Linked DNA regions of Mus musculus: all the other regions are linked to region 1. Evidence: chromatin contacts called from public Hi-C, HiCAR-type, HiChIP or PLAC-seq and promoter capture Hi-C data. All regions are on one chromosome and are shown on one strand. The core of a region is the stretch at or near the end of the contact, and the rest is flanking DNA. Distances in the headings are between cores, read along the strand shown.

Region 1 (4,106 bases), core at 912-3,411:
AACATCTAAGAGGAAGAATTAGATTAGTGTTGCGTGCAGAACCAGCAAGCCTCAAGTAGAATTTTTAGTTCTCAAAATCTGTTCATTTAAAGACCTTCTCAATGAAGTACCTAAATTATTTGAAGGACATAATGCATTTTAAAAAGTTAAGATAAAACAACATTAGTCACATAAATAAATACAATTGCAAAGGCATATAAAATATGTTTTATGCCTAATTATTCAGAAGCAGGCTACTTTACCTAACATTGTAAGACTAGGATTACACGTTTTAAAAATGCAAACATGTCCAGATTCTGAGGCTAGCCACACCAGTTTAGGGGCAGATCTTATAATACTGTAGCATTAGGACCAATCGGGGTAACCTCTTATTTTTATTGAGTTACAAAAGGCAATTTTACATCCATGATTCCAAAGGGGGTTGAGACGGTTTCCTCGTGCTCACATGTGTGAGAATGTCTGGTGTTTTAGTGCTCTTGCAGTACAGCCTAAGGCGGCTGCAGCATTTCCCACTAGGAAGGCAGGGAGCTAGGAGGGTGCAGGGCTTGAGGAAACAATCCCGGAAAACCACAATCCAGCTTCTTGGTCCTTACCTCACAAATTACCTTTTAAAATCAGACCCATAAAATGCAGCTTATTATCTAAGAAATTCAAAGAGGATCTTTTGTTAAGGATTAACAAAAGAATGACTAGCCTAATTCTCTTTAAAAGGCCAACCTTTAAAAAAATTGAACTCTCAAAGTCTTTTTGGAAAGTGCTTAATTCATCTGGAGATAAATATCACTCGGTGTCCTTGTTTTTTAACAAACGGCCTTTTCCATTGTTTCCATTAATTTCACCCATATTCGTTTTAAAAATAACAAGGCCCCTATCCTCATCAGCAAAACACAGATGAACGATGTATCATATAAAACCAGTAATTACATTAGGATTTACGAAAAGATTTTTGTTTCTGCTTTTCGCCAGTTTTTAAGAAGTCTTCCCGTGATTAACTGTAAACAGGAATGGTTTACACCGTAAATTAGAAGCCATTAATTAGCATGACGAAGTCAACTGCAAGATACACAGATAATTTAAATTATTTAATCACTAATCACCTTTGCTAAACTGTAATATACTCTTTCAATAACCTTCGGTAGGTTATCGACCGTGTCAGTAATTTACCTCCATATCAGTTAGAGATAAGTATTAGCTAGCGCCCTTTCCTTTCCTTCAGGTTTATATTAGCCCTTCTTGTAAACACTTTAAAAAGCTTTAAGGTTCTTCACTTCCAAATCCCTAATTAGCCATCACTAGCCTTTTTGTAATAAGTGGGGGAAAAGATGAGCTGAAGTACAAATCTGGAGTTCCTCTTGCCCGTTTATCAAAACAAAAACATTTTTTTTTTTTAAACGAACGCTTCAGGCGATGGTAGTAATAAAAGAAATATGCAGAGGTGGCTTCGGGGAATAACGGGTTTGCAGAACGCAAGTGGCTCAAAAAAAAAAAAAAAAAAAAAAAAGCCCGAACCTCTATTGCAACCCACGGCACTCCAATAAATTACACAACACTTGCCCAGGCTGCAGAAATATCGCAGGACAAGACTTACACGGATGCCAATCCGCAGCATTTATACACATGCACATGGCAAGACTGAAAGCAAACACTAGCGTTCAAGTCGGGCAGGGCAGCGCGATCCCGACTTGGCCCAGCTTGAGAGTGCTCGCTGAGAGTCTCTGTGCGTGCGTGAGAGTGAGCCCAGTCCTCCCGGCATTTCCCCTCTTTGAGCAGTTTTGCTTCATTTGTTTCCTATTTCTGCTACATAGAAACTAACTTCCATCTCAACCCAGCCAGCGCCGCTGAATAGAGCCTGTGCTGCGGCTCCGTGTGCGTCAGATCCCTCCGCGCAGCCGTGCCGGCCCCCTCCTCCCCTCCCTCCCTTTCTCCCTCCCGCCCGCGGCCTCTTTAGAGAAAGCGCCCGCCAGGCAGCCCGCCGCTTCGGCTCCGACATCTCCTCGCGCTGGAAATAAATAAATAAGTGGCGGCCCAGGGCGCGCGGAGCGACGACCGCGCGGGCGCGGGCCTAGGCCGAGGCACTCCTTTTCCCGCGGGGGGCGGGGGCGGCGAGTGCGGGGCCGCGAAGGCGCGGACTCCTTTCTGCGGCGGAGGGATCCCGGCGGAGGCGGCCGCAGCCGGGGCCGCTGCCTGAGAGTTGTTGTTTCCTCCTCCTCCTCCGCCTCCGCCGCCGTTGCTTGAATGGTGGAGCCGAGGCTCGGCTCGTGAGCACACACTGACAGCTACAGGGCAGGCGGCGGCACCGTCCCCGCGTCCCCTCGGCGGCGGGGTGTCCCGCCGGCGGCCCCGAAGTGACCCGCAAACATGTCTCGTGAGAGGAAAGGCCTCTCGGAGCTGCGATCGGGTAAGTCGGGCGCTGCGGGGCCGCCGCGCCGGGCGGACTCGCCCGCGGGCCCCCGCCCCCCGCGGCCGCTCAGCCCGTGTCTCCCCGTCCTTCTCTCCCGCGCAGAGCTCTACTTCCTCATCGCCCGGTTCCTGGAAGATGGACCCTGTCAGCAGGCGGCTCAGGTAGGCGGCGCGCGGCGCGGGGACGGGCGGGCGCTCGCGGTGGCCGCCCGCGGGCGTGGGGGAGGGCGGCGGCGGCGGCGGGGCCGCGGCCCGGGGCGCGGGGGCTCAGCGTCCCCGCTTTGTTGTTGCAGGTGCTGATCCGCGAAGTGGCCGAGAAGGAGGTAAGGGCGCGGCGGCCCGGCGCCGTCCCGCCGCCGCACGGCCTCCCCCGGGCCGCTGCGCAAGCTCGGGCGTCCGGCGGGGCGCGGGACGCGGGGCGCGGGGGGTCCCCGGCGGGGCGCGGGGCGGACTGGGGAGGGGAGCGGCGTCGGTCCGGGCCGGGGGCCGCGCTCACCGGGCGTCCTGTCCCCGCAGCTGCTGCCCCGGCGCACCGACTGGACCGGGAAGGAGCACCCCAGGACCTACCAGAATCTGGTGAGACATTCCTAGCGCACTGCAAAGAAACTTTTCCCCGAGTCGAATAAAAATTGAATTTCCCGCAATTTTTTACAGAGACAAAAACTTGGCCCCAGAACGGGAAAAGCTGCAAAGGCCACGGGGAGGGTTGGGAGGCCGGAGCGGGGGCTGCGGGGGGCGGCAGCCGGGGGTGCGGGCGCCCCGGGGCCGCGGGGTCCGCGGACAATTTATTTGTGATATTTTGTTAATGTGCTAGAAATAAAGATACGTCATGAGTGTTGTGCAGTGCAAGGCCAGAGGAGGAGGGGCCGGCGCGCGTATCCGCGCGGGGGCGCGCGCGCGGCGGCGGCGGCAGCGGGAGCGGCGCAAGCCTGGAGAGCGCGCTCGCCAGCTCCTTGCTTGCTCTGCACGCGCGGCCGGCTCAGCTTTCTCCAGCTCCACACAATAGCTGGTGACTAACTGCTCCGAAGTGGCATTAGCATTTCACAAGAAGGCCTTTGAGCCGCGGAGGAACCTTGGCAAGATTTTTTAAAATTTTTTTTCCCCCTTCTCCTCTGTCTTTTGTTTTCTGTAGATTCAGACCCAGATTTTTAATTTTATTTTTTTTTAATCTTTGTTTGGTTGGAGGCGTTCAGATAGATATGGTAGTCACCCAGCGGCACATTGTGCATTATACAAACAGATCTGCCGAAGTATAAACCTGGAAGTTTTAATAGGCGTTTTCCAATTTTGCAGATTCTTGGGGGATATTACCTTCTTTTATTAAAAGTCATTTATAGAGGTCATTGAAGAATTGTGGGTTTTATCTGCATAGTTGCCGTGGGGTGGACCTTGGCTTTTAAGTTTTTGTTTATATTGAGATGTTTTTCTTTAATTGATTGAAAAACAATGTTTTTATAGTTGGTGAGTTTTCAAAGGCAATAATTTACAAACAGTTGCTTTCCATACGTGGAGCTGACACGAGTATGGTGAATGGTAAGGTTCTCTTAGTTTACTTGAGTAAAGGAGCTGCAGGTTTCACAGCCTCTTCTTTGCCTAAGAGAAGTTGATACAGTTGTTTGTGTGAGTGTGCTGCATAGTCAGTCTCACCAGGGCCCATTGAGCAGTTGAAATTTAGGCAGTGCACTGACAACAATGTTTGAGATCAG
Region 2 (4,106 bases), core at 636-3,135, 950 kb before region 1:
AGGACTTCAAAGTCTCAGGGGAACCGGGCGTGGTGGCGCACGCCTTTAATCCCAGCACTCGGGAGGCAGAGGCAGGCGGATTTCTGAGTTCGAGGCCAGCCTGGTGAGTTCCAGGACAGCCAGGATTACACAGAGAAACCCTGTCTCTAAAAAAAAAAAAAAAAAAAAAAAAAAAGTCTCAGGGGATGGGGACAAAACCAAACTCAAGACCCTGACTCTCACTACTGAACTCTACAGATCAACAAAACTCTACAGCAGTACAGGAAGTTATTTTTCTAGTTGATGCAAATTGGACTTGTATTAAAACTACAACTGTGGAAAAGACAGAGCTCTGGAAGAATGAACCTCAAAAGGTTTAGCAGCATCCACCATGAGAGGTGCAATCATGTTGTCACTTTTTTCTAAACTCTGCCTTTTATCTGTAAGATGTTTGTACTGTTTCTATAGTAACAACCTAGAGCCATGACATCACTCGGATTTTAGTAATTTCACAACTGTGGAAAGGAGAATTCGGAAGACCTCTGCTCTATTTCTCCATTACCAGGCCAAAGTTTCTTTGCTGTGAAAACAGTACTGAAGGCTGAGAGGGAAAAACGAACTGCTGTTCATCTTTCTAGTCCTACTATTTCACAAAACTGGGAAACCCCGTCATTGAAATTATTTCTAAAGGCCTCTTTATTGCCTTCCGTGGAGTGGCAAGTCTGGAATCCTGCTTACTAGATTCTGACCATTGGCGCTATGTCTCATGAACTTATGTCCTGTGTACTGTTGAATAATCTGCTTCAAGGCTTCCGTTTATCTAACTGCAAAGCAAACATGAAAACATGACCTACCTCACATGAAATTAAATCTTGTCCTATGAACTAAATGAGATGAGGAATGTAAATTTCACCAATAGCAAGCTTTCGGTTAAATATTCCATTATTGTTCACAAGTAAAGATGGGCTTCCAAAAACTGCCAGCCCCAAGTTATTAGACAAAAAAAAAAAAAAAAACAGTGTAGGTTTTCCTTACTTTCTCCTGGTGCTCTGCAGTTAGACCTAGGATGGAGGGCGACTGCATAAAACTTACAGGAGAAACAGTCAGAGTGAGGCAAAGGTGGCAGGACAGGAGCCTGCCCCATTCCCTTCTGTTCGCTCTTCTCCACCATCTCTATGGAATACTGCTTGGCCAGGTGACAGCGGGGCCCAGCAGGAGCTCTGTATGAGGCTGAAATAGAAGTCTGGATTCTTTCCCATCTTTAGGCAGAACCTGTCTCGTGACCTTGAGAAAATCAAATTCTAGTATTTACTCCCTAGGTTTACATTTTCAAATGAAAATTAAAAGGCAAGTGTTTTACAGACAGTTGCCTCAAGTTAGTGACTCAGTCTAGGACAAGCTAACACCTAAGACCTGATATGGGGAAAGCATGGATAGAACTCAGGGGAAGGGGGCGGGGGAGCGCTCTTTGGACAACTCCTCTACACCCTCAGGCCCTAGCAGAAGGCAGAGTGCCCTCTCACCTATCTTGAAGTTCCAGGGGCTGCATCTGAAGGGAAGAATCACCAAGGACGAGTAACAGGAACGCAAACTGACCCGAACCAAGGAGGCTCTAGAGTAGAGTCTAGAGTCTAGGGCAAGGCAAGGATAGAGCCGGGATGCAGCAAGATCCCCAAATCTCACCATACTGCAGGGACTCTGGGTCCGGATGGAAAGTGAAGTGGGCCACCCGCCGCTTCTGGGCCGTGTCCTCGCCCCCGGGTTGCAGGAAGCCTTGCACCAGCGCAGCGCAGCGCAGTCCGCACCGCCGCCGCTCTGCTCCCGCAGCCCGGAGCCACAGCAGCCCACCCGCGCGCGCAGCCACCGCCGCCATCCCCAGTTCTCAGGCACCGCAGCCCACGCTGCCGGCAGGGAGGGAGGAGCTAAGACGCAGGCTTCCTCATTGGGCAGCCTCGAGGGGCGGGTCCGTGAAAGAGACCAATCGGAGACGGAAGTTCGGGGGCGGGGATGGAGACGCTATGACCTGGCGGCCCGCCCAGACGGAAGCCATACCAAGGCCCCTGCAGCCTGAGATGTGGTCCCTGGGTCCCACCCCAAAATCAGCTGCAGGACTTGGGGTGTCACAACGCGACTGCCTGTGTTCTTTCGCAGTGTCATTTTTGCGGTGCATTTTTCAGTAGCGTTTTCGTTTTAGGCTGTGTTTCTCATAGTCTGTAAGTGCAATATGGTCATTGCAAAGACAGGCGTTGGTTTCGAGTTTCCGAAAAAATCTAGAATTCGGGAAAGGCCTTCACTCTTATTTTGAAATAGTAAATATATTTAAATCTTTAAAATTGATTTTGCTTATCCTGATTTAGATCATATCAAAAAATAGTAAGTAGAGATTTCGGCCTTCAAATCCACTAGGAATTTAAAGTCGAGGTGCAGCAAAAATCACCTAATGGTCTTACTCTGTGTAACTTAGAAATATGCAAGTTGCCGGGCGGTGGTGGTGCACGCCTTTAATCCCAGCACTTGGGAGGCAGAGGCAGGCTGGTCTACAGAGTGAGTTCCAGGACAGCCAGGGCTACACAGAGAAACCCTGTCTCAAAAAACCAAAAAAAAAAAAAAAAGCAAGTTGAATGACTGATTTAAAGTCAAAATAATCAACTTTATAAATTTTATCTTAAAATATTTAAGTGTTTTATATATATCATATATATCACATACATATCAAATATGATATCGCATATATATCATATATATGATATGTGTGTGTGTATTTATTTATCTTCCTTAGCCATGAGTTGGAAGATAGCCATCAAAATAGAATACAACAGAGGCAAGAAAGTATGTCTAGATCTCGAGGAAGGATTCCAGAATGGAGAAAGTATTATGACAGACTGAGAGAACAGAGAGGAAGGAGCCAGGAAGAAACATTCCTCCTGTAGTATTTGTGACCTCTTAACAGATGTTAGGTTTAGCTAAGAAGCACGGGGTAAGAGTAGAAATGGAATTCTACGTATTCAGAAATGCACACAAAGGAGACAGCTTAGACAGTGGCATTCAAATGTGGTAAGAGACTTAGAACAGCATGAAGAGAAACAAGCTCTTGAAGGTCAAAATGCTTCCAGAGGTAAGGCTGACCTGCACCCAGAGGATTAGAGGTTGCCAAAGCAGAGCACAGAGAACCATAGTCTTCCACAACAGGTGAGGTGGGTGCAAAGGCTCATTGTCGTGAAAGAATGAAGTGTCTTCCAGGGCAAGGAAAGAAATGTCTTGTTCCTATGCTGAGAGCCTCTGCCTGCCCCCATCCCCAGCTGCATTGAACTTCGTTTGGGAAACTCTCTTTTCAGGGAGTCAGGCTATCTTTAAATGCCTCTGGGAAGTGCAAAAATTGGAAGTTTTCAGTAATTTGATAATCCCAAAAAAAGATGAAACTGACTACATTTGGAATTTCTGATGGCTGGGTTCCTCATGACACCTTAATATGCTGCAAATGGGCTATCTTCTTTGTTTGAGCCATTTCCACTTGGGTTTCTGACTAATCCCTGGGGACACGGAGAGCCTGTGAAGATGGAGCCAATGGACATCACAGTTGCTCTTCTTTCTTCAGAATGATTCTTGGTTCGTTTTCTCTCACAGAACTTCACTTCAGTCTACTTCTGCTGAGATTCGTCCCTCTTTTGATTCAGTGACTATATGTAAAAAAGTAACACTTTCTTTGCAGATGGATCCAGAGGAATATCACTACCTTCAAGCTAGCGTGCCATACAGAAGAGTAAAATGTTGCTCCGGGGTGGCTAGGAAGTATGCAAATGTGGCCTTCAGAACGAAGAAACTTGGAGACATTTGGCAGTTAATAATGGGTTTGTAACAGGATTTATTGTTTTATACATATGCACTCTTTAAACTCAAGGTTTTAAAAAGACAAGTTAGTCAATGAAAACTGAGTTGAAAGGACTAGGGTATGGCTGAGAGGGTAAAGGAGCTTGCTGCTAATCCTGATAACGTGGGTTTAATACCTAAAGATGACATGTTAGACAAGAAATAACTCCTGAAAGTTGCCCTATGACCTCCACAAGATGTCATCGTACGTATACACACACACACACACACACACACACACACACACACCACACACACAC
Region 3 (4,106 bases), core at 1,205-3,704, 860 kb before region 1:
AGAAAGACAAAACTAGTGTGTTACACTGTGGGGCTTTTCGCTCATTCGGTATTCAACAACTTCATATCGGGCGCCAACCCAAGCACTGGCTATAACAGACAGGTAGCTGACCTCATGGAAAGGACATTCTAGTCATTTCCACTTCTTGGACAGATCAAGAACAGATACACAAATGCAGGAAGTGAACCGGGGCTGTGCAAACAATACAGGAAAAGAAGATGGGAGACACACCCCCATCTCAGGAGGTAACTTTCTCAAACAAGTTTATCAGGGAAGGCCATGAAGAGACGTTTACAAAGACCAGAGAGGTGAAAATGAACACCTATTTGGGACTCACAGACCTGTAGCCAGAACAGAGGTAAGACAGCTACAAGACTAATAGGCAGATACTTCACTTCAGTGTTCCGTGTTAAGATTAAATATAACTTCAGAGGACTGGAGAGGGGTCTCAGCAGTGTGGGGCACTTTTATGCTCTTGCAGAGGACCCAGGTTCCATTCTCAGCGCCTACATGATGGCTCACAACCATCCATAGCTCCAGTTCCAGGGGAATTCCTGTGCTCTCTTCTGACCTCCAAGGAGAGCAAGCATGAAAGTGGTACATATATAAACACACAGAGATAAAACATTCACACGCAAAATAAAAAGAATACGTGAGTACAAGAAATTAACTTCAGGAAGATTGGTGAGGCTTCCTCAGTTTGTGGCAAAAACAGTCAAAACCAAAAACCCTGTGTGTGTGTGTGTGTGTGTGTGTGTGTGTGTGTGTGTGTGTGTGTACGCGCGCGCTCACAGCAGCAGGCAAAGTAGCCAACAAAGGTAGCAGGCAGTAACAAAAGAGTTGAGAGAACTACCTGTGAGCACACTCAAGAAGGATTCTTTTTTGTTGTTTTGAGCTTTTGAGATAGGGTCTTACTATGTTTTCCACACTGGCTACAAACTTGAGAGCTTTCTGCCTCAGATTCCCAAGTTTGGTGTATCTATCTGCCTGCCTGTTTCCCTCCAGCAAAAAACACTTGTAATGTTTCCAAACAAAAGAAGTTAAAGTATGAAGTACAATTTAACGGATAACCATCACTTACTGAGAAAAACAGAAACAACTTCATTAGGCCACACAAGGTGGTTAACACTGCTCACCTTCAACTCGGAGGCTCTCAACGGTTTTTTTTTTTTTTTTTTTAGGTTTTTGTTTGCTTTTTTAAGCAAAGAAAAAACTCACCCGTGTGATCGGCACAGATTTTAGACAAGCTTAGCTCATCAGTACAGTCTTCATTTATCTTATTTTTAATATCTCTCATTTTGCTCATGATGGAATCAATCGTCACACTGCTGCCAATTAACTCTTCAGCCTCCATTTCTAAATTGTAACTCGTCTTTGGAATAAATAAGATAGAACATTAGTTTTGTAAACATATCTATCTAAATGTAACTGTTATGAGGTAAGTGTTAGTGGCAACTAAATCAAACCAGAGCAACAAAACCCACAAGGACATAGCTTGTAATTTACCAGAACAAAGTTTCAACGAACCAAAAACATCTATTCTTCCCAGTATGAAACAGCATTGAGGTTACACTGTGTGAACCTGGAAGATAATGCTCTCATGACGCTTTTGTGTTTTGAGTAAGGGTGTTAAGTAGCCTAGGATGGCCTTGCTCTCTCTGATTCTGCAGCTTATCTCCTTACATCTCCCAAGCACTAGCTGTACATAGATACACCACCACGTCCAGCTGACGCCTTTGAAAACTTCATTTCACTGAATGTCTTTCTTTCACCTACGGAACGTAAGGAATCCGTTTGGTAATGACAATAAGTTGTCCCTTTGGTCGCCTACCCTGCCAGAGTAAATATTGACATTGCGCGCATTCTGCATCCTTCTACAGATAAGCGACTTTCAGAAGTTTGTCCCAGACAAAGCCCTGATTTGTGCTTTTATCCTTCTAATGCAAGCATCGAGGTACTTGTCACAGTACTGGAGCCCAGGCGCTCCGGTTATCTGCATGAATGTGTTGGTTAATAGCCCACAGTCTGCAGGCTTTCTGTCACTCTGTCTGCCATTCTCCACAACGCAGTAACTAAAGCTCAGAGCCACCGCGGAGTGTTAACAATAAAAATGGGCCCAAAGGAGGGGAGCAAGGGGTTCCCCACCTCCTCCCAGCTCACAGCCACCCACGGGGGCAGGTCTTGAGAGTTACACAATCAGTCCTGACCCGCACGGCGCACCCGCTTCTGGGCCCTGCTCCCCCACCAGCAGCCCAGGACCTACAGGCCGTACCCGCCCGCCTGGCCGGGGGCTCAAGCGCCAGCTCGCTCGCCGCCACCCTCGTCACCCAGCAGCCTCCCGCCGGCCGCAGCCTCTCTGCCATGCCCGCTCTGATGCACCCACCTCTGAAAGCCAAGCTGCAGCCCAAACAGCAGCACCCCAACCCCTCTCCGGAAACACGTTTGAAATTTCCCCGCTGCCTTCCCCGCTACCTCTCATTGGTTACGGCTCGCCACGTGGAAGCGTGGGCCGTGATTGGCTCCTTGCGTCGCACCGCCCCTCCTGCGTTGAGGCCGGACCCACCCACTTCAAGCGGCCCGGGGAGTTACCCGCAGCTGCCGACGCGCTCGCCGTGCTGACCTGCGCCTGTACGGTCAGGGGTCAGGGTCTTTTTCTTTGGTGCTCTCCCGCTGGACCTTGCACTACCCTCCAGGGAGCCCTGGCCTCGCCTTCAACCCAAGACCCGCCCTTCTCTTTGTTAGAATTCTGGTCCCCTCCCTGTCGGGACATCCTGGCTGAGCTCCTTTCTCCGAACCATTCCCCCCCCCCGCCCCCATCCCCGTGATGCTGTCTCAGTTATGAGCTCAGCTGCTCTTAGGAGAAACGCTTCTCTAGGCTTTCTCAATGGTACCCAGCTCCCCTAGCAGACTGTGTGGTCCAGGGGAACGGTTTCATGGGCGAGAAATGGCGCAGATGCTGTGTTTTTGCTCTGGTTTACTCTTGATAGTTTTGCTTTGTGTAAGAAGCTACAGCAGTAGCCAGATCTCTCATCTTCATTCAGTAAGTGATGCCCTCTGTCACAAATTGCTGATACCCAAATCTGTGGATATTCCAAGTCTTTAAATAAAGAGGCATTGTACACACAACCTATGCTCTATTCCTGTATACATTTATTTTCTTTTGGTGGGGGAGGGGAGCTAGTTTGTTTTTGTTTTCGAGGCAGAATCTCACTGTGTGTGTATTCACTGCTGCCACAGAACTGACTCCCTTTGCAGAACAGGCTGGGGTTAAAGGCATGTGATTTAAATCTCCCAGCGTCCTGAATACTTTAAAATTTATCGTCTATGCATCATTTGTAATACCCAGTTGAATACAGAAGTGATACAAATAGATGTTATATAGTGTTACTTAAGAAATATTGACAAGTTGTTCAATAGAGACACAGGAAAAACATATTTTTTTCTCATCTACAGTTGAGTAAATCCATGAATGTAGAACCTATAGACACAGAAGGTTTAATGCAAAGTTAGTCTTTAAAGTATTTTTGGTCAAGCATAAAAGCTGAAAAGCAAACCTTAAAAAGATCAGACTATCTTCATGAAATTTAACTGTAGACTAGAACACAGCTCAGTAATATTTATAGAAATACAAGAAAACTCAACAGGGTTGTCGTTACACTCTTATGTAATTGAAAAAAAAATCACCAGACTTTGAAAACAAGAAAATGTAACTATTAAGGGGGAGGGGGAATAAGGGATCAATTAAAACAGACCAGAAATGACACAGATGACATATTTGGCTAATTAGGACATTAAAATAGTAATGTGTGCTGTATTTTATGCACTCCAAAAACTTAAGAGAGAATTCTATAAACATGTTAAAGAGAAATTCAGAGTGTGTGAGAAAAAGCAAAATAGATGTATGGAAATGAAATGTGCAAGGTATGCAATAGAAAGTACATTATGTGGGGTTAGAAGATAATTTGCTGGGAAAAGAAAAAAAATCACTAGGCTTGAAAGCACAATTTAAAAACTGTATGAAGGGCTGGAGAGATGGTTCAGCAGCTAAGAGCACTTCTTGCTTTTGCAGAAGCCCCACATCAGGTGCTCACCATCGCTGGTGACTC
Region 4 (4,106 bases), core at 847-3,346, 830 kb before region 1:
CCTATATTCAAGGCACTAGATCTAGTGAGGGTGCTTTTGTTTCCTGCATCATTCCATGGTAAAAAAAGTAGACGACTAAGAAGTATTTATTCTGAGAGACCAAACTCACAATTTAAAATGCTTTGCGCTGGGCAGTGGTGGCACACACCTTTAATCCCAGCACTTGGGAGGCAGAGGCAGGTGTATTTTAGAGTTTGAGGCCAGCCTGGTCAAAAAAATAAAAAAGCTTTGCTACTTAATCTATTTATGAAAGGGGAGCCCTCATGATCCACACCACTCCAAGTAGGTCTCAACTCTCTACCTTGCTGTATTGGGGATTGAGATCCAACAACACATGAACTTCTAGGGATGTTTTCAAACCATAGACGCAAGCTTTGGTTCTGTGTGATTATTGGTATCTGTAAACTACTTGTGAATTAAGCAATATTAAGTAATGGACTGTAATCTTCACACCAAGTAATAGAGCTCAAGGGTGGATACATCCTAAGACTGTTTCTTCTTATGTGCTTGAACAGCTCCTAAGTATAAATAAAAATGACTATGCCCCCAAGTAAGGCAGAGAAAATGTTAACAATATAGTTGCCATTTCTAACTTAACATTGATGGGGCTTGTCTATGATTTCCTTATGTGACAGGCGCCCCCTAGTGAACAAGGAACTCAAACTGACCTCCACTGTAGAAGAGAGGCTCCAAGAAAATTCTTGAATAAAGCTGCCTTAATGATTCCACATTATATTAAATAAGCAAAGACGGTGACATTTTGTGAGGTGAGGGTAGGAATCTGTTCTCCATCATAAAAACATCCAAGACTCCAAGACAATACAGAGGTAGCAACCAATACCATAAGCAAAGGGAAACCTAACTCATACTCACATTAACAAAGGAAATGAAATTTGACTAGAATTCTTTGTAGTTACTAGATTCGTAACTAGGAATTGAGGTGTAAGAAATTCTTTAATTTGAGAAACTTCATTCTGGCAAGCAGATTTGACAAATTAATAAATCATATCATTTGGTTGATTTCAGAATAAAGCATGTAAAGAAGGCTGTGGGGGTCTGAGTTATATAGCAAATCAGTTACCTTTAATTAGCCTTCCTCGCCGAAGCTCTCTCTACTTAAACAACTCCCACTATGCTCTGAAGTGATGTGCGTTATAATTTTGTCACCATAAATATTTATGACTTGCTATTTATAGCACAGAGTTAGGGCTCAGGTAGTACTCATGTTAACAACGTTGAGCATTTGACTCAGTGACCTCTAAAATAAGCATTCTAAATCAGTCAAGTGGAGAAAAAAAGCCGAAACAAAAGTGGATGGCACATCTGAATAAAACGCATATGAACTTGTTATTGGACCATTCACTGAAATCTTGCTTTATGTCAGAAACTATAAAAATGGCATAGTGTGATTTTGTTGCTGCAGTTATTGTTGTTGCTATTTATTCATAGAGACTGCTTTCTTCTCACAAGTCAACTGCTCTTTTTCTCCTCAGCATCACCCTTTCAGATTGACCTGAATCTCATGTGGTGCAAGTGGACTCTTTTAGCCTATTCTTATGGCTCCATCCTCTCTGAACTACCAATAGCCTAATTTGGTACAATTATATTGCTTTGATCGGCCAGTGTCGCTGTTTTCAATACTCACAAGGATTTAACTACATGCTAATAATATTTACGGGGTGACCACAGACTACTCTCCTTTGCCGCTGCTTAAGACAAATGGCATTCCTTTACAGTGAAACCACCCGCATTTCCTTGTCTGGGTGACAAGCACGTGCCACAGGCGAAGACAGCAAAAGCACATGTGATGGAGGTGAATGATAGGCAAGAACCAGAAATGCATCGCGTACTTCATCTTTGCCCACAAACTCCCACTTTTTCCCGTCCGGTTTCCCACGTTGCATCCGGCAGAACAGAGGTAACCGTGGGCAGGAAGGCAGGGGAGGAGGACTGGGTACGAGGTGTCCCCCTGCGGCGTTCCTGTGGCCCAGGTGGTGGCCCGGGGCTGGCCTTAGCGCGCCTGCGCAAGCCGGCCACCACTCGCGACCGCAGCATCCCCGCGCCCGGGGCGAGAGGAGGCGCCGCCCCGCCCCGCGCGGCCACGTGATGCGGGCGAGGGGATTGGAGCTGCGGCAGCGCGCGGCGACAGAGAGGAGCAGCGCTGGGCGCTCGTGGCTGGTCCTCCTCCTCCTCCGCCCTCCGGCTTCTTGTCTCTGCTGTTCGCCGCTGCTCTCCGCCTGCATCCCCAGTCGCGGCGCCTGGAGGAGGAGGAGACGCCGCTGCCAGCAGGGTTCCCGCCGCAGTCGCCCACGGTCCATCGGAGCCTCTCTTCTCGCCGCTGCTCGTACCTCTCCTCGCCAAGATGGGGCTGCTGGACTCAGAGCCCGGCAGCGTCCTGAACGCGATGTCCACGGCATTCAACGACACCGTGGAGTTCTATCGCTGGACCTGGACCATTGCAGGTACAGGCGAGGGGCCTCACCCATCTCCTCTGGGTGTTCCTTGGGCTGCCCACGGCTCAGACGCCAGTCCCCGGCTTCAGCGCTAGGCAAGGCCCTGCGCCCCCTACCCAGCGCCTTGAGGCTGTTGGGGGCGCTCGGGTCCCCGCAGATGCGGCGCCGCGGACCTCGCGGTTGTGCACTGGTTAATCAGATGAGACTCTCAAGGCGTACTCCCCCCCACCCCCCATCCCCTCAACACTCCCATCTCTTCAGCTCCGCGAATGCAGGAGCTGACTTAACCAGATGCTACCAGTGCAGCCAAGGAACCACCCTGCCCTGACGCCCGCATTTCCCGAGCTCGCCTATTATCTTATGCACTGGTACTCCTTATAGAGCGATAGGCCTGGAGGCGGACGAGGGCTGCGACTATACCTGTCTCTCCGCTACTTCAGCTTCCTTGAAGACTTTGACAAACCACTCATTATCTTCTTCCATTTAGCTAACCTCTTTGTAGTATAATTTCGACTGAAAAGTAAAATAACATTATTTAGCTTCTTGAAGAACGTTAGTTTTTTTGTGGTTTCCCAGTAGCAAATCTGTTAGGCTACCCTCTGCGAGAGCTTTGCGCAGTGCAGTGCCGTCAGGGGGAGGGGAAAGAAGGCAGGCTTTGGGCTGGGGGTCTCCGCAGCAGCACCTAGAGGATGGCTCAGAAGCCTGCATAAGCATAAGTACAGTGTACTGAAATTAGCGAACTTTCCCTTCAGCTGTTGAGTTTGCAGAGCAGGGCTGTCATTGAGTGACTTAGTTTTCCTAGCAGAAGTAATTGTAACATAAATGTTCACGTTTTAACATTTCTTCACTTGCTTTGTTGCTTTAAAAAGTTTCCGAGACCTTAAACGTTAAGTTTAAAGGATCCCAGGGAATAGTTTGGGGCTTTAAATTTGTGTTGTGTGTTTGCAGTGTGACCCTGTATTCTAGCAACGGAGGATGTTAGCAATATAGGTTATGATGGCTGTCTTCTTTAGAAGTGAAAAGTTTCTTCTTTAGTTTTTTGTGTTCTGTTGCTAGGGCAATCGAGACAGTGGGTTATATATAGCTTGATACAGAATGACATTTGATGTATGTGCTGTGAACAAAATGCTTGCTGGAATTGTTTCTGTATGAGACAAACGCTTTTTCGACCTGGAGGCTTCGATGACTTGTTTTAAAACGCGCGATATTTCTCAGGAGATCAAACATCTGACCGTAGGAGAGCCAGTAGTTCCCAAGCCGCGAAGCTGGCGGTGGTTTAAAGGCAGTTGTCCAGGAACGACTCTTTCTTGAGCTTTACTTTAATGCTATCACACTGATACCTGCAATACCCGGGGAAGAAGCACCCTTCCCTTCATCTCTGCGATACTGGTGGGAACATTGCATCAGAGCTTCCCCTTACACAATTGCACAGAGCCGAACATCAGACAAGCTGGCTGGCAGGTGGCGATGCGGATGAGGTTCTCCAGCTACCTCGCATCCAGAGCCACACCTAGGCGTTCTCTCTCTCGGCTCCTTCCCATTCAGTAGTGTTCTCACCTCTCCTGAGCCTCAGAAAAAAAAAAAAAAAAAAAAAAAAGAGTTGAGAGCAAAGCTAGAACGTAAGCCTCCTGTGGTGGTTCATTCCTTCTGAAT
Region 5 (4,106 bases), core at 809-3,308, 740 kb before region 1:
AAATTGCTTTTTACTTTATGTCCTTTTAACTATGAATATATATTTTTTCATTCTCTGTGTGCTTGAATTAGAATGTAAGACCAAAGGTTGTGTTGTTGGTTATTCAGGGTTTGAATAGGTCTCAAAGTGTGTTCAATGCTTCCAACTCAGCATCCCACTGTGAGCCAAGTTATTGGGACAAAACTGTTCCTGTTGAACATTTCCTAACATAGTGGATGAGGTAATTCTATATGATTTTAGGGAGCCAGTAATAAGAATATAGCAGACAGACTAATTGTAAAATCCTACATGGTCTGCCTACTCACAGAAAATTGCAAATGATTTTCTAAGGAAAATTATTTTAAAGCAGATTCTTGAGTGGCCATGAGTAGTGAAGAATGGAAGAATAGACAGAAGGTTAAGTCCTTACAGGCTCATTTCTGAAGGACCATGACCAATCCTAGCATCTCAGCAGCTTCTCTGTAACCCAAATAGGCTCATATCCCATGTGTCAATCTACCAAGCACAGCAAGTGATCTCAACTACCTATTTTCAAGGAATGGAATTCTTTTACCTACAGGAAGTATAGTGTGGCCAGGGCTCTACAGAAGTTGGCACAGTGCAAGCCCTGTGCTCACCTATGTCCTTTGAGTTAACTCTGATTTTTCATCTCTAAAATAAAGGAAGCAGGAGAGTTCAAGGCCTGGTGCATTCATAGCTTCTGGTTGAAGCCTATGGCCTTTTGGTTTCAACAGAAATGGAAATTAACATTGAGATGGACCAATTATTCACCAGTCAGTTCAGGTATAAGGTATGACTGATGTGCAAGCAAAGATTGAGACTGTGTAAACATCTGTGGTCCTCCCCACACAGCTGGCAAAGCAGGCTTGAGTGGTAAGACATAGTCTGCTGCCAACACAACTCATCCTCCTCCTTCATTCCACCGTATGAACTCCTGTTCCTTTTACAGTGGCAAAGAGGCCAGCCAAGGGGTGTGTTGTGACTAGTCTGGTCTAGTCTAGGGCAATTACAGAATCTAGAATCGCTTACAGAACTTGCCTGGCTTCTTTTGAAACTCAGAATTCCATTATACATAAGAGGAAGTCAACTGGGGGCATTTCCAAGAGAGGCTTTGTTTTCTGAATAAACAAGCATGGAGAGGATATCCAGCCTTCATTGGTTCATGGTACTCTGAAAGGGCACAGTGGTATCTAGAACTGCAGTAGCCAGACGTCTTGTCCGAGAAGTCTGTAGCATTTGTGTTTAGCCATTAGTCCTGACCTTATTTTTGCTATTTCAGTTAACAGTTGCCTATGTCCATACTTCTTAGTGTAGGTCAGGAAAAAAAAAATCTCCCCTTTCTCAAGCTCCTGGTGGTCAGGTCACAGAACAAAAGCAGTAGAAGTTAGCTGGCTCGCCACATTTCCAGAGAGTCCGTTGGTAATGGAAGACCTCAAGTACACTTGGGCTCCCCACGACTTACACAGACCATTACACAAAGTAGTCCCGCATGGAGTCAGTAACCTGTCTCCCTGGACTCACAGGACATCAGGGCCAGAAGACAGGAACATAAGTGGTGGGTATGTCTGTTGCAGAGCAACAACCCTAGGCTCCCGAGTAGTGGTTTTATAGCCAGCAACTATCTGGAAGGAGGGGCCCAGGCTCCATCACAATGGAGGGAAATAGATGGGAAGGTACCTGTGACAACCTGCTACAAGGCAGGATAGTGGTCAGGCAATGACCTACTTCCCTCTCACCCCCAGAGCTGCCACCAAGACAAGTCATATTGTGCCTACACTTTACCTCCCTGCCCTGTGCAGAGACACCCAGGGAAGTCTGGTGAGATGGAACAGCCTCTCAGGATAGAGGAAAAGTGTTTTCAACTGACAAGGTTCCAAGGTGGAATGGGGGAAGGGGCTTGAGTTTGTCAAAGGACAAAACTTTTTCAGAGGAATAATGTATTCTGTGTATTTTTTTTCATGTTTTGATGAAATATTTCCCAGTATCTCAAGAGACTGATTATCAGGGCATTTCCCTGCATACAAAGGCAGCATCGAAGGGCATTTTCAGACACTGGCAAGGACAAATGCCAAGGTCGTGCAGTCTCGAGAAGAGGGGTGTGTGTAAACACTTGCATCCTGCGTGCTCTCAGTAACAGCAGCTAGCCTCCAAGTCCCCAGTGTAGCATATCAGCACACCTTTTGCAGCTGCCCTTTGGAAGCCAGATGTGTAGTCCCCAGCCACCAGCTGGCTTGTCTTGTGCTATGTCTTAAATACATTATGCAGATTTTGCAATATAAAATTCTAGTAGTAACGAACCTTAAATCATTTCACAGCCTTTGCAGCCTGGAAAGAAAGAGGCTCTGAAAGCTGTGAAAGTTGTTCAGTTGTCACCCTTAACCACACCCACTGGGCGGTGTCACAGCTACTTCGGATTTAAATATTTATGTCAATCATCTTAATGTGATGGAGTGTCATAGAATTTATGACTACTGGATCTTATGCTTTTATACAGGGCGAAACCGAGATGGCTAGAATGCAATCTAATGTCTCTCAGTAGAAATAGCCCGGCTTCTTTCGAAGCTCAGAATTCAATTATGCACAAGAGGAAGTTGGATAGAATGGACTAGATAACTTTGATCTATATTCCACAATTTATTCCCTTCATTTTCCTGGTGAAGTAAATTTACCTAAACGGACCACCCCATGGGCTATGTGAAGGCTCCAAACCTGTCACCCATCACCCCCTCCCCATACTCAGTCCTATGCCACAAAGGACCCCAGGTGCCTGCAGACATGCCAACTGCATGTCTCACGCTCTTCTGTGGCCAAGCTTAGTATAACTTCTTAGTATAACAAGCTTATAACAATGTTCATAAGGTCTGATTTATAACCTTTGAACTTTAGAATTTTCTAAAGTAACACCTAAAACTCCCAAAGAAGGAAGAGATGTGGGAATAGGCAGGGGAGGGGTGGAAAAGGTGGGGCGTGAGCCTGGAGCGGAAGTCCCAGTCCTGGAAGCAGAGTATTTAGTGGAAGTCCGTGTCCACAGGATTACTAGGTCTGTGAGAGCCCTGACTTTAGCGCTCTCCTAAGAGCACCAGCTACCAGCCTGGCACCTTATGGCCAGCTCGGTGTGCTAAATCAGACAGCATCTTATTGTCTTACAGTTAGATGCATTCCAAGTGCTATTTCTGGAGCACAGAGCTGCACCAGGAAGAGCTGTCATCCTAAAACTGCAAGGTCTAGATAAACAAACACCTATATTCGGGAAATGATATTCCTAGAGAATTTGCTGCCATAAAAGCTTGCAGTGGCTCACTAATTAGCCAGAGAAGCTAGATTGCCCAGGGAGGCGATTTGAATATGGAAAGAAGCCAGGGAGAGAAACTAGGAAAAGTGGCACCAAGGAAGTTTGTGGTGGCCTAGGACAGACCTCCTGGATTTGAGGTCACACAGTGTCCAGCCATTGTATTTAGCTCCTACGATCTACCTGAGTCAGAACAAGGTCCTTACCTCCTGGGACATTTTACTTCCCTGTTTTGTTTCTTGAATGCAGGCTTGTGTTCAGCCTGACTTGCACTGGAATCTTCTCCCAAGGCTTGACACAGTCACTCACTGTTCATGCCCCTAACTGTTAGAAAAATAAATGGAGACACAGAAAAAATTCAGCACACATGCTGAGTAACCTTGCCCCAGGTCACACACCAGCAAGTCACTGAGATAGACTGTAGGCCAGCAGTCTATGCCACTACCTGGCAGAGTGGGCTCCATGGATACGCTCCAAGAAAGCAGTGTAGGGGAGTGGAGAGTCACAGGGTGTGGTGGTTTGAATGTGCTCAGCCCAGGGAGTGGCACTATTTGGAGGTATGGCCTTGTTGGAGTAGGGTAGCCTTGTGTGTGTGGAGGAAGTCCATCACTGTGGGTATGGGCTTTAAGACCCTCGACCTAGCTGCCTGAAGACAGTCTTTTCTTAGCAGCCTTCAGATGAAGATGTAGAACTCTCAGCTCCTCCTGCACTGTGCCTGCCTGGATGCTGCCATGCTCCCGCCTTGATGGTAATGGACTGAACCTCTGAACCTGTAAGCCCAGTTCCAACGAAATGTTATATTAAGAGTTGCCTTGGT
Region 6 (4,106 bases), core at 521-3,020, 710 kb before region 1:
TGAGCCCTGTCTCCGGCTCTGAGCCCTGTCTCCAGCCCTGAGCCCTGTCTCCAGCCCTGAGCCCTGTCTCCAGCCCTGAGCCCTGTCTCCAGCCCTGAGCCCTGTCTCCAGCCCTGAGCCCTGTCTCCAGCCCTGAGCCCTGTCTCCAGCCCTGAGCCCTGTCTCCAGCCCTGAGCCCTGTCTCCAGCCCTGAGCCCTGTCTCCAGCCCTGAGCCCTGTCTCCAGCCCTGAGCCCTGTCTCCAGCCCTGAGCCCTGTCTCCAGCCCTGAGCCCTGTCTCCAGCCCTGAGCCCTGTCTCCAGCCCTGAGCCCTGTCTCCGGCCCTGAGCCCTGTCTCCGGCTCTGAGCCCTGTCTCCGGCTCTGAGCCCTGTCTCCAGCCCTGAGCCCTGTCTCCGGCTCTGAGCCCTGTCTCCAGCTCTGAGCCCTGTCTCCAGCCCTGAGTCCTGTCTCCAGCCCTGAGCCCTGTCTCCAGCCCTGAGCCCTGTCTCCAGCCCTGAGCCCTGTCTCCAGCCCTGAGCCCTGTCTCCAGCCCTGAGCCCTGTCTCAGCCCTGAGCCCTGTCTCCAGCCCTAGGTTCTGTCTCTGGCTCTGAGCCCTGTCTCCAGCCCTAGGTCCTGTCTCTGGCTCTGAGCCTTGTCTCCAGCCCTGAGCCTTGTCTCTGGCCCTGAGCCCTCTCCCCAACGCTGTTGTTTATATGAATACGTGTGACATAGCTGACATTTTGTTTTCGTCACTTGACTTTTTCTCACAGGAATTCTGTTAGCTGGAAACAGCTGTGAGTTGAGAATCATTTTCCTGTTTTTCTACAAGTGCAAAGATTTCTGGTAGTATTCAGGCCACTGCTCAAGGGTGTTCAGTAGCATGCAGACTGCGTTCCTACACTTGCTAGCCCAGATACACTGTTCTGAGTAAATAGAAGAAAACATGGAGGAGGATAGGTGAAAAAAATTACCAAGACCTTTGGAGTGAAAATGGTCCCACACAGTATGCAGCGCCCAGTGACTTAGACAGCGTCATAGCATTGTGTCCTTAGAGTTGGGCACCGAGAGTGTTGGGAGGCAGGAAAGTGACAAGGATTTCCTTGTCTCTAGGGGTTACAGTTCTCTCCAGGACTGCTTGGCTCATCGTCTCCTCTTCTTTTCTGGATGGCAGCTAGTTACTGTTCCTGGGACTCAGGCTCAGTCCAGGTGGCACCAAGCCTCTGGCAGGGCTAGGCAGGCTTCAGGGACCACAGGGACCCCAGCAGCACTTCCCTAGGGGAAAGGGACGTCTCTTCCCAGACATCTGCTTTCGCTCTACGGTTTTGGTGCTTAACCTGTTTCTGGGACAAGCCTATCCTCGACTTATGTAAGCTCAGGTATGAAGGACTCTGTCCTACCTTAATAAGCACTGGAAAAGAAACCTGGCTCTCAAATCTCCAAGAGACCCTCTACGGCAGTGATTCTCAGCCTGTGGGTCATGACCCCCCTTGCTAGTTGAAAGACCCCTTTTCATACCTTCGCTCTGAGGGAACTTTTCAACAGGGGTTAGATGTACATCCTCTATATCAGATATTTACATTAGGATTTATAACAGTTGCAAAACTACAGTTATAAAGAAGCAATGAAATAGTTTTATGCTTGGAGGGTCACCACAACTGTGTTGAAGGCATTAAGGAAGGTTGAAAACCACTGCTCTGCTCTGCAGGATCTCTATGGCAGTGCATACAACCGGGACACTTGGCGCCTGTCATTCCAAACTGCCGTGCAGCATCGGGACAGGCACTGTCTTCTTCCCCCTGGACACAAGGAGAAGCCCTAGAGCGTCTCCTGGGAAGGCTTGCCACAGCAACCCTTCAACTCAGGCCATCCTTACGGCAGGAAGCCAAAATGACAGGAAGCACCCCCCCCCCCAGCCCCCGTTGCCAAGAGCCCGTTAAATCTTTGACCTAGATTCTGCGAATATTCAAGGAGAAAGCAGGGACACAAACGCTGGCTGCGGCTCACTTCAGTGAGTCCTCATTCCTCTTCCCATTTCATTTTAGCTGCGTTTGTTTGAGCAGCAGGTGAAGCGCCTTTCAAAAGACCGTCATCTCCGAGGGAAGTCATCTGTTTTACATTAATTGTCCATTAGTCTCCAAGCCTCCATCCATTACCATCCTCAGCCACTCATTACGGATATTGTGCCCGGGTCCCGCTGTCAGCTTTTCAATGCAGGGCTGTTTTCCTGCATCTGACTTAATTGCTCTAAGTGCCTGTTTCTCTGAGCGTACCAATTAATGTGGGCTTTCTTCTTGCGCTAGCTTGGACAGAAATGCCAAGGTGAGGATATTTCGGCTGCTATTTACTCTAAATTATTAGACTTTGCCTCCTTAAGCCCCTGCAGTGAATATTTTGCATCTATATCTTTGTATTTGTCTGACAGACTTCTAGAAACAATACGTTTTGAACAGACCTAGTTTTCGATGGTTAAAAAGGCACAGCAGATTTATAGTCCACCCACGTTATTGGGATGAGGGGTTTACGTTCCCTCTGCTCCTGATTAGTTTAAACATGTAATTTTTAAGTGCATGTAGCACTCAACACAACAGCTTGGATGAAATTGGCATTGTAGATAGGGGGAAAAAAATGAAGCTTTCATCTTTAAAATTACAGCTGCCAGGGCAGCCGCACAATACTTTAATTGCTATATCTCCCCAGCTATGACTGATCATCTTCCTCCACCCTTGTGCCTGCGTTTCTGAAAAAAAAAATATATATATATATAAAATGGAAGAGGATTACATGTAAAAAATCATTAAGATAAGGAATTGTCATGTTCCTAGAAAGTCTTGGTAGACAGGGAGCCAAGTGAAATTACTAGTTTGACAGGATGCTTTATAGAATAAACAAGAAAAACAGTAATTTTAGTTGGTAAATCTTAAAATTTGTATCATATTACATATGCCAGTAGTGAACTTCGGATTCTTTTCTCAACACTAAAGGTACTCAATTAATATAAATTCCTTTCATGATAATGTCTCCATAAAATCAGGCATCAATAGTAGCTGCTGACATTAATTGAGTTTGTTATGGTTTTAAAATATTAGCCAGAGTTTGCTTCCACCTTATAAGTGAATTAGTTAATAAACGGCCTTGTTACTATGTGGCAAGTATTGACGATTTGCTTGATTTAGTTTTCTAGTGATTACTCCTTTTTTTTTTCTAATGAGTACATCATACTAACTAGAGCAAATGCATCCAGACTGCCTTGTTATAAGATATATTAAAATAATAATAATAAATAAAGACACAGTTTTGGGGGTCTTTATTTCTTGATGATTATTTGGAAAATATTCACTTTATGGCAAACCATAAAGAAAATTATTTAAAACAGAAACGAGCGGCTGCACTGGGAAACATTTAACACAGGTGAGCTCTGCCTCTCAGGTGCTCCCTAACTCACTCCCGCCCTGTCTGGGTCCAGTCCTGAACTCCACATTAAACGGTCCTGGTCATAGAGATGTAAGATTTTGGCCCTTTTGGTATTTGCTTCAGCTTCTTAACTTCACCTCACCTTTTTTTTACCTCTGAGAATCGACAGGGTGTGGAATGTAGGTGTATTCAGGGCGAAACTCATTTTCTTCTCACTGAGAATTATGGCAAAGGCGATCATATTGTTCTACACGAAAGATGTGAAGGGTTTTGTAGATGTAATTAAGATCCTAAATAAGTTGACTTTTAAACAAATAATAATAATAATAATAAAAAGTTTATCCTGGCTGTGTCTGACCTAAATTTTCTTTTAAGAGGAGATTCTGGCCTTCCATAAAGCAAACTGGCTTTGAGGAAGCCCTGTATCAGGAGCTCTCCAGCCATGAAGAAATTAGTTCTGCCCACAACAGCACATCCAGCCAAGCCTCCAGATGAGACTGCTAATGGCCAGTCTTCTGAGACTGACCCAAGATGCAGCGAGACAATAGTGCTTGGCATTGTGTCACTGTCTGTTATGTGGAAATAGAAAACGGACACACCAGCCTCGCAATGAAGATGTTTGGTTTTGTGACTGGGTGTCTCCATTGCATTATTTACACGTGGAGATCATTATGCAAGAATGATGCTCAAGGGACTTCTTGTACTCCGTAGCTCG
Region 7 (4,106 bases), core at 805-3,304, 690 kb before region 1:
TCAACTCTCTATTGTATTCATTGAGTCCAGACCCTCAGTTGAATGCAATGCTCACCAATAGGCTACTCTGGCTAGCCAATTGTTCTAGGGATCCCCTGTCTCCTCCTTTACAGCACTGGAAATACAGGCAGCTACAGGGCCCACCTTGCATTTATGTGTGAGTTCTGGTGAGCCAAAACACTGGCCCTCATTGTGCAATGCAGTGGATGATTTAACCATGGAGACATCTTCCCAGTCAAACAATTGCTGTTAATTGAGTTGTAAAATGGAATCTCGCCACGACACAAGGTTTGCTGACCCCATTCACATTGATGTTTGGGCTGCATAAATATTTTCTACATCCCTGCTTGGCCCCTACTCTCTGGGTGGAGGTGTCAGATGTGCCTACTCTCCAGGTAGAAAGCCAAAATGTTCCTGTATATTGCCCAGAGTGCTTAGGGAGAAAAGTTGAGCCCAAACGGGATCTGCTCCTTCAGAGAGGAAACCTACTTTGGAAGTCAATGTGTTTTTAACAAACTACACTGAAATAGCCAGAAATTGCATTAGTTGTTGAGTTTCCTCTGGGATCCACATCAGAGGGCCTTATAATATACAAAATTTAAAATAATCATAATTTCTAACAATAAAGTATTGGTTCAAATAATCACGGCGTAGTTCCAGGGCAGGTCACTGTGCAGAAGTTTGCTGACTCTCAGAATGCCAGGCACTGATTCTAGCTCGGCCTCCCTGCCGGGGAAGCCAGATAAGCAACAAGGCTACAGATAATAAAGTGGATCAATAAAACAAGCAAACAGACAGACAGACAGACAGACAGACAGACAAACAGATGAGTGGTGTTGCACGCCTTTAGTCCCAGCACTCAGGAGGCAGAGGCAGGTGGATCTCTCAGTTTGAGGCCAGCCTGGTCCACAGAAAGAGTTTCAGGGCAGCCAAGGTTTCTAGACAGAGAAACCCTGTTTCACAGAAACAAAATAAAGTGATCAAGTGTGCTGTTTCTAAGTCAGCACAGTGAAACGTGCTATCTATACTTCTCCTCAGAAGCAACAACAGTGCCTTGAGCTGAGGCTACATGGCCTAATGGAAGCACCCTGCGTTTCTGAGTTACTACCTGGAGAACAGATGTAAGGGAGAGTAGCCACCTTGCCCACAGTGGCATTTGCAGTATCACAGAACACAAAACAAAACTTTTTCTTTTTTTCCCCACTCTTTTTCTTCTTTGTATGTGAGTAGGGTACATGTGTGCATGCATAAATGCATGCATGGGGTATACATATGTTTTAGGCATGTGTGTGTGCGTGTGTGTGATCGATTTTCCATTTTATGTTTTGAAACAAGATCTCTCAGCCAGGTCTTTCAGTCTAACCCAGAGTCCTCTTATATGGCTAGCTTACCAGCCAGCTTTCCTTTAGGACTCCACTTTGTGAGACTGGAATGACAGGCAGGTCACCACACCCACCTTCATCTATCTACTTAGCTTCTGAATATCTGAACTCTAGTTCTCTTGCTTTTCGGGCAAAGCTCTTTAACTGCTAAACCATCTCCCCGGCTCCCAAACCAAATGTAGCTTTTAGCCGCTGTGATGTCAAGGCTTCTGTATTTACTCTTGAGTAGTTTCTCCCAGCTGGTACAGATATTCATACTTATAAGGGATTAGGTTCATAGACAGCCAAATGTAAACAGTGCGCGAATTTCAGTGGTGGGCTTTCTGCTGATTTATTTATACCATTCATTTGGGTGAAGATTTACCCACCAGCTGCAACATTGTCAAAATGGAATTCAGTCGTGAGCGTGGTGTTATCTTCATTTGGGGGAGGCTCACAATTCTTTTCTGTCAGAAGACAGTGCAGGCAGGATACTCTTCAATGCAAACGTTGCAAAAAAAAAAAAAAAAAAATTAAGACAAAAGAAGGCTTTAAACACGGAGAGGAGAAAATTCTACTTTGGTGGGCAGAAGAAAGGGAAACACCCAGACCCGCCCCTCCATGCACCGGGGACCGCACATATTCAGTAGACCTTCGGAACCTCGTTTGTACAAACAAAGGTTTAAAAATCCAAAGCAGTGTCGTGGCGGCGGTGCAAACCCCGTTGTGAACATAGTTTGAGGAAAGAGATTTCATTAGATTGTTACACCACCACCACCACCCCGCCCACCTTTCCCAAAGTGTCGCCTGTATTTAGGACTCGCTGCCTGTAATCTTTCTGCTCTATTTGCTGCATGAACGTTCATTATTTTAGATCAAAGCAAACCGAAGAAGCCCCTCACACGCTTCCCCAGTGTCTCTCTCATTAAAAGTAATTATTTTCCCAGTTCAGTCCTCTTTGTTCACAGTCATGTCCAGTGAGGAAACGGGTCTTAAGAAACCCAATTATGTCTGAGGCAGTTTCAGAATCCGATAAAAGAGCTGGGGGCTGGGACCGTTCAGTACGACCGACCAGGCGGGGGGGGGGGGGGGGGCGGCGGCGGCGGGGCGGGGGGGGGGGGGGGGAGAACCCTTCTCATTCCCAGCACCCTGCCTGCCACATTAAGAATTCTGCTGCCTAGGATTAGCTTGAAAAGCACTTGGCCTTAAATAGAGAAATTTTCTAGTTTTAATGTCTAAAGCTGAAAATAATGAATTTCATTAAGAACGGAGGAACTCGTTTTCAGTACTACTTTACAGCACGTGATTTAATTACTGCACCAGCCGACGAAGAATCACAAATCACTCTAGGAAGTGTTTTTGCTAATATTGTGCAGCTATGGATTTTGCTTGCCTTAGTTAATGAATCTATAAAAGACATATAAATGATTCTTCCAGACAGAGAGATGTGATTCCCAGTTCACTGCGGAGCAAATATATTGATTATTATCAACACGCCAGCCATGCCCAATTAAATGTTTCTATATAAATAATTTCACAGAAGGGACCCTAACGCCTAGTCTAACATAATTTATGTTATTTCTTAGTTATTTGTTTTTGTTTTTGTTTTTTTAAGAGCTTTGTGTCTCAAAGACAAAAATAATGTATTTAAAAATTTAAAAGAGTGGTTTAAAATTAGAAAAACAACAATCCCATCTCTCACTCACAGAGAAGAGAACTGTGGACAGACACTGTAAAAAATCTGAGTCCTGGAAGGACCTGGCTCAGAACGCACGTTTCATTTTTAGCATCGATGGTGGTTTTTCATGATTTCTAGCATCATGCTTCCTTCCTGGTGCTGACCATGCCCACCTGGAAAACAGGAAGAACTTCCCTCCCGGGGACGTGACTTTGCGATGTCTTCCTTTCATCAGAGGAATGGACTGAATCTCTTCCTTCCTTCCTTCCTTCCTTCCTTCCTTCCTTCCTTCCTTCCTTCCTTCCTTTCTTTCTTAACTTTTTAATGTTTTGCTATTACTTAAAGTTTGTTATTTTCATGACCACAAGTTAGAAGTTTGAAACATAAGTGAAAATTCAGCCCAAATGGAGCTGAGTCAGTAAGTAGAAGATGCCACTTAGCATCAGTGACGCCTAATGTCCCTTTCAAATACAAGCACAGGCGGGTGGCAAAGACCACACCATAAAAACCACAAACGGCTCTAGGGCATTCATCCTACACAAGTGAGCACTGGGAAATGGATAGAGGCATATACCATATGCAGTATATCATATGCGTCCTGTAGCATTCTGTCATAATGTATTTTAATGAAAGATAAGCGTCTGTACAACCCACCTAACCATCACAGAATGAGGACACACCCAAACGCCGTGGCTATAAGTTGCTGGTACTTCATATTTTCTGGGGTTTCCTTAAATCAAAAATATTTTGAGGGGCTGGAAAGGTGGCTCTGCAGTTAGGAGCACTGTATGTCCTTCCTGAGTTCAATTCCCAGCAACCACATGGTGGCTCACAATCATCTGTAATGGGATCTGACGCCCTCTTCTCCTGTGCGGGAAGACAGCTTACTCATATACACAAAATAAATAAATACCTTTAAAAAATATTTTCAAAGCATTTCAAACATGTTTGTTCTCTCAGTGCAAAAAAAGAAGGTCAAGTCAATTTACCATGTTGCTTCATGTGGGTGGGATTTAGGGTAAAATGTCCTACTTACTAAAGTACAAAAAAGAAATGGATAGCCAAGA

Evidence for each region. Promoter capture Hi-C pulls out the DNA fragments that hold promoters and counts their contacts. Hi-C and Micro-C count contacts between places; a contact is called where the count stands out from the background. HiCAR-type assays count read pairs that join an accessible place to other places. HiChIP or PLAC-seq counts read pairs in DNA pulled down with a chosen protein or histone mark.
Region 2: a contact with region 1 is called in a promoter capture Hi-C map of hippocampal neurons, with 2.8 times the contacts expected there. The contact joins the promoter of Bckdhb here to the promoter of Phip in region 1. A contact is called at or near these places in 2 of 39 promoter capture datasets (hippocampal neurons and liver) and 2 of 115 datasets of contacts at active chromatin or transcription factors (embryonic stem cells and large pre-B cells).
Region 3: a contact with region 1 is called in a Hi-C map of rod photoreceptor, with 4 times the contacts expected there. The contact joins the promoter of Ttk here to the promoter of Phip in region 1. A contact is called at or near these places in 6 of 39 promoter capture datasets (the HPC-7 cell line, erythroid cells, hematopoietic stem and progenitor cells and 2 more), 6 of 484 Hi-C or Micro-C datasets (CD8 T cells, embryonic stem cells, hematopoietic stem and progenitor cells and 2 more), 8 of 115 datasets of contacts at active chromatin or transcription factors (astrocytes, bone marrow-derived macrophages, craniofacial prominence and 5 more) and 2 of 9 other capture datasets (embryonic stem cells and liver).
Region 4: a HiCAR-type map of astrocytes shows a contact between it and region 1, with 2.9 times the contacts expected there. The contact joins the promoter of Elovl4 here to the promoter of Phip in region 1. A contact is called at or near these places in 4 of 115 datasets of contacts at active chromatin or transcription factors (astrocytes, embryonic forebrain, large pre-B cells and 1 more).
Region 5: a Hi-C map of Sertoli cells shows a contact between it and region 1, with 5 times the contacts expected there. The contact joins the enhancer-like site here to the promoter of Phip in region 1. A contact is called at or near these places in 9 of 39 promoter capture datasets (the 3T3-L1 cell line, 3T3-L1-derived adipocytes, the C10 cell line and 6 more), 1 of 15 datasets of contacts at CTCF or cohesin (large pre-B cells), 1 of 484 Hi-C or Micro-C datasets (Sertoli cells), 13 of 115 datasets of contacts at active chromatin or transcription factors (acute myeloid leukemia, astrocytes, craniofacial prominence and 10 more) and 1 of 9 other capture datasets (embryonic stem cells).
Region 6: a contact with region 1 is called in an H3K4me3 HiChIP or PLAC-seq map of forebrain, with 8 times the contacts expected there. The contact joins the enhancer-like site here to the promoter of Phip in region 1. A contact is called at or near these places in 9 of 39 promoter capture datasets (the 3T3-L1 cell line, the C10 cell line, cranial neural crest and 4 more), 1 of 15 datasets of contacts at CTCF or cohesin (large pre-B cells), 2 of 484 Hi-C or Micro-C datasets (cerebellum and myocytes) and 18 of 115 datasets of contacts at active chromatin or transcription factors (bone marrow-derived macrophages, cardiomyocytes, craniofacial prominence and 13 more).
Region 7: an H3K4me3 HiChIP or PLAC-seq map of embryonic forebrain shows a contact between it and region 1, with 6 times the contacts expected there. The contact joins the enhancer-like site here to the promoter of Phip in region 1. A contact is called at or near these places in 4 of 39 promoter capture datasets (the C10 cell line, cranial neural crest and pre-B cells) and 12 of 115 datasets of contacts at active chromatin or transcription factors (the 230-238 cell line, acute myeloid leukemia, astrocytes and 7 more).

What each region holds. Positions count from the first base shown.
Region 1 is chr9:82,973,544-82,977,649 of GRCm38.p6, reverse strand. It overlaps Phip (pleckstrin homology domain interacting protein), which reads left to right and starts at 2,161. Exons shown (of 40, transcript NM_001081216.1): 1 at 2,161-2,398; 2 at 2,504-2,562; 3 at 2,694-2,723; 4 at 2,917-2,976. The coding sequence starts at 2,359.
Region 2 is chr9:83,922,916-83,927,021 of GRCm38.p6, reverse strand. Bckdhb (branched chain ketoacid dehydrogenase E1, beta polypeptide) reads right to left here and starts at 1,885. Exons shown (of 11, transcript NM_001305935.1): 1 at 1,663-1,885. The coding sequence starts at 1,852. Gm36278 (a long non-coding RNA gene) reads left to right here and starts at 2,017. Exons shown (of 4, transcript XR_379675.2): 1 at 2,017-2,192; 2 at 3,481-3,585; 3 at 3,689-3,827.
Region 3 is chr9:83,833,037-83,837,142 of GRCm38.p6, reverse strand. It overlaps Ttk (Ttk protein kinase), which reads right to left and starts at 2,454. Exons shown (of 22, transcript NM_009445.2): 1 at 2,384-2,454; 2 at 1,219-1,372. The coding sequence starts at 1,354.
Region 4 is chr9:83,804,295-83,808,400 of GRCm38.p6, reverse strand. It overlaps Elovl4 (elongation of very long chain fatty acids (FEN1/Elo2, SUR4/Elo3, yeast)-like 4), which reads left to right and starts at 2,096. Exons shown (of 6, transcript NM_148941.2): 1 at 2,096-2,462. The coding sequence starts at 2,363.
Region 5 is chr9:83,717,988-83,722,093 of GRCm38.p6, reverse strand. No RefSeq gene overlaps it. Among named protein-coding and RNA genes, the nearest start is that of Gm39386, 6.1 kb to the left of the region's middle. Within about 2 kb of position 2,058, at least 13 of the 459 cell types and tissues checked have an H3K27ac peak or open chromatin away from gene starts, as enhancers often do. A contact at or near this core is called in Sertoli cells, where this site is marked.
Region 6 is chr9:83,684,650-83,688,755 of GRCm38.p6, reverse strand. No RefSeq gene overlaps it. Among named protein-coding and RNA genes, the nearest start is that of Gm2109, 4.8 kb to the left of the region's middle. Within about 2 kb of position 1,770, at least 64 of the 459 cell types and tissues checked have an H3K27ac peak or open chromatin away from gene starts, as enhancers often do. A contact at or near this core is called in cerebellum, embryonic basal ganglia, embryonic forebrain and 3 more, where this site is marked.
Region 7 is chr9:83,662,734-83,666,839 of GRCm38.p6, reverse strand. No RefSeq gene overlaps it. Among named protein-coding and RNA genes, the nearest start is that of Gm36120, 17 kb to the left of the region's middle. Within about 2 kb of position 2,054, at least 36 of the 459 cell types and tissues checked have an H3K27ac peak or open chromatin away from gene starts, as enhancers often do. A contact at or near this core is called in the 230-238 cell line, embryonic basal ganglia, embryonic forebrain and 1 more, where this site is marked.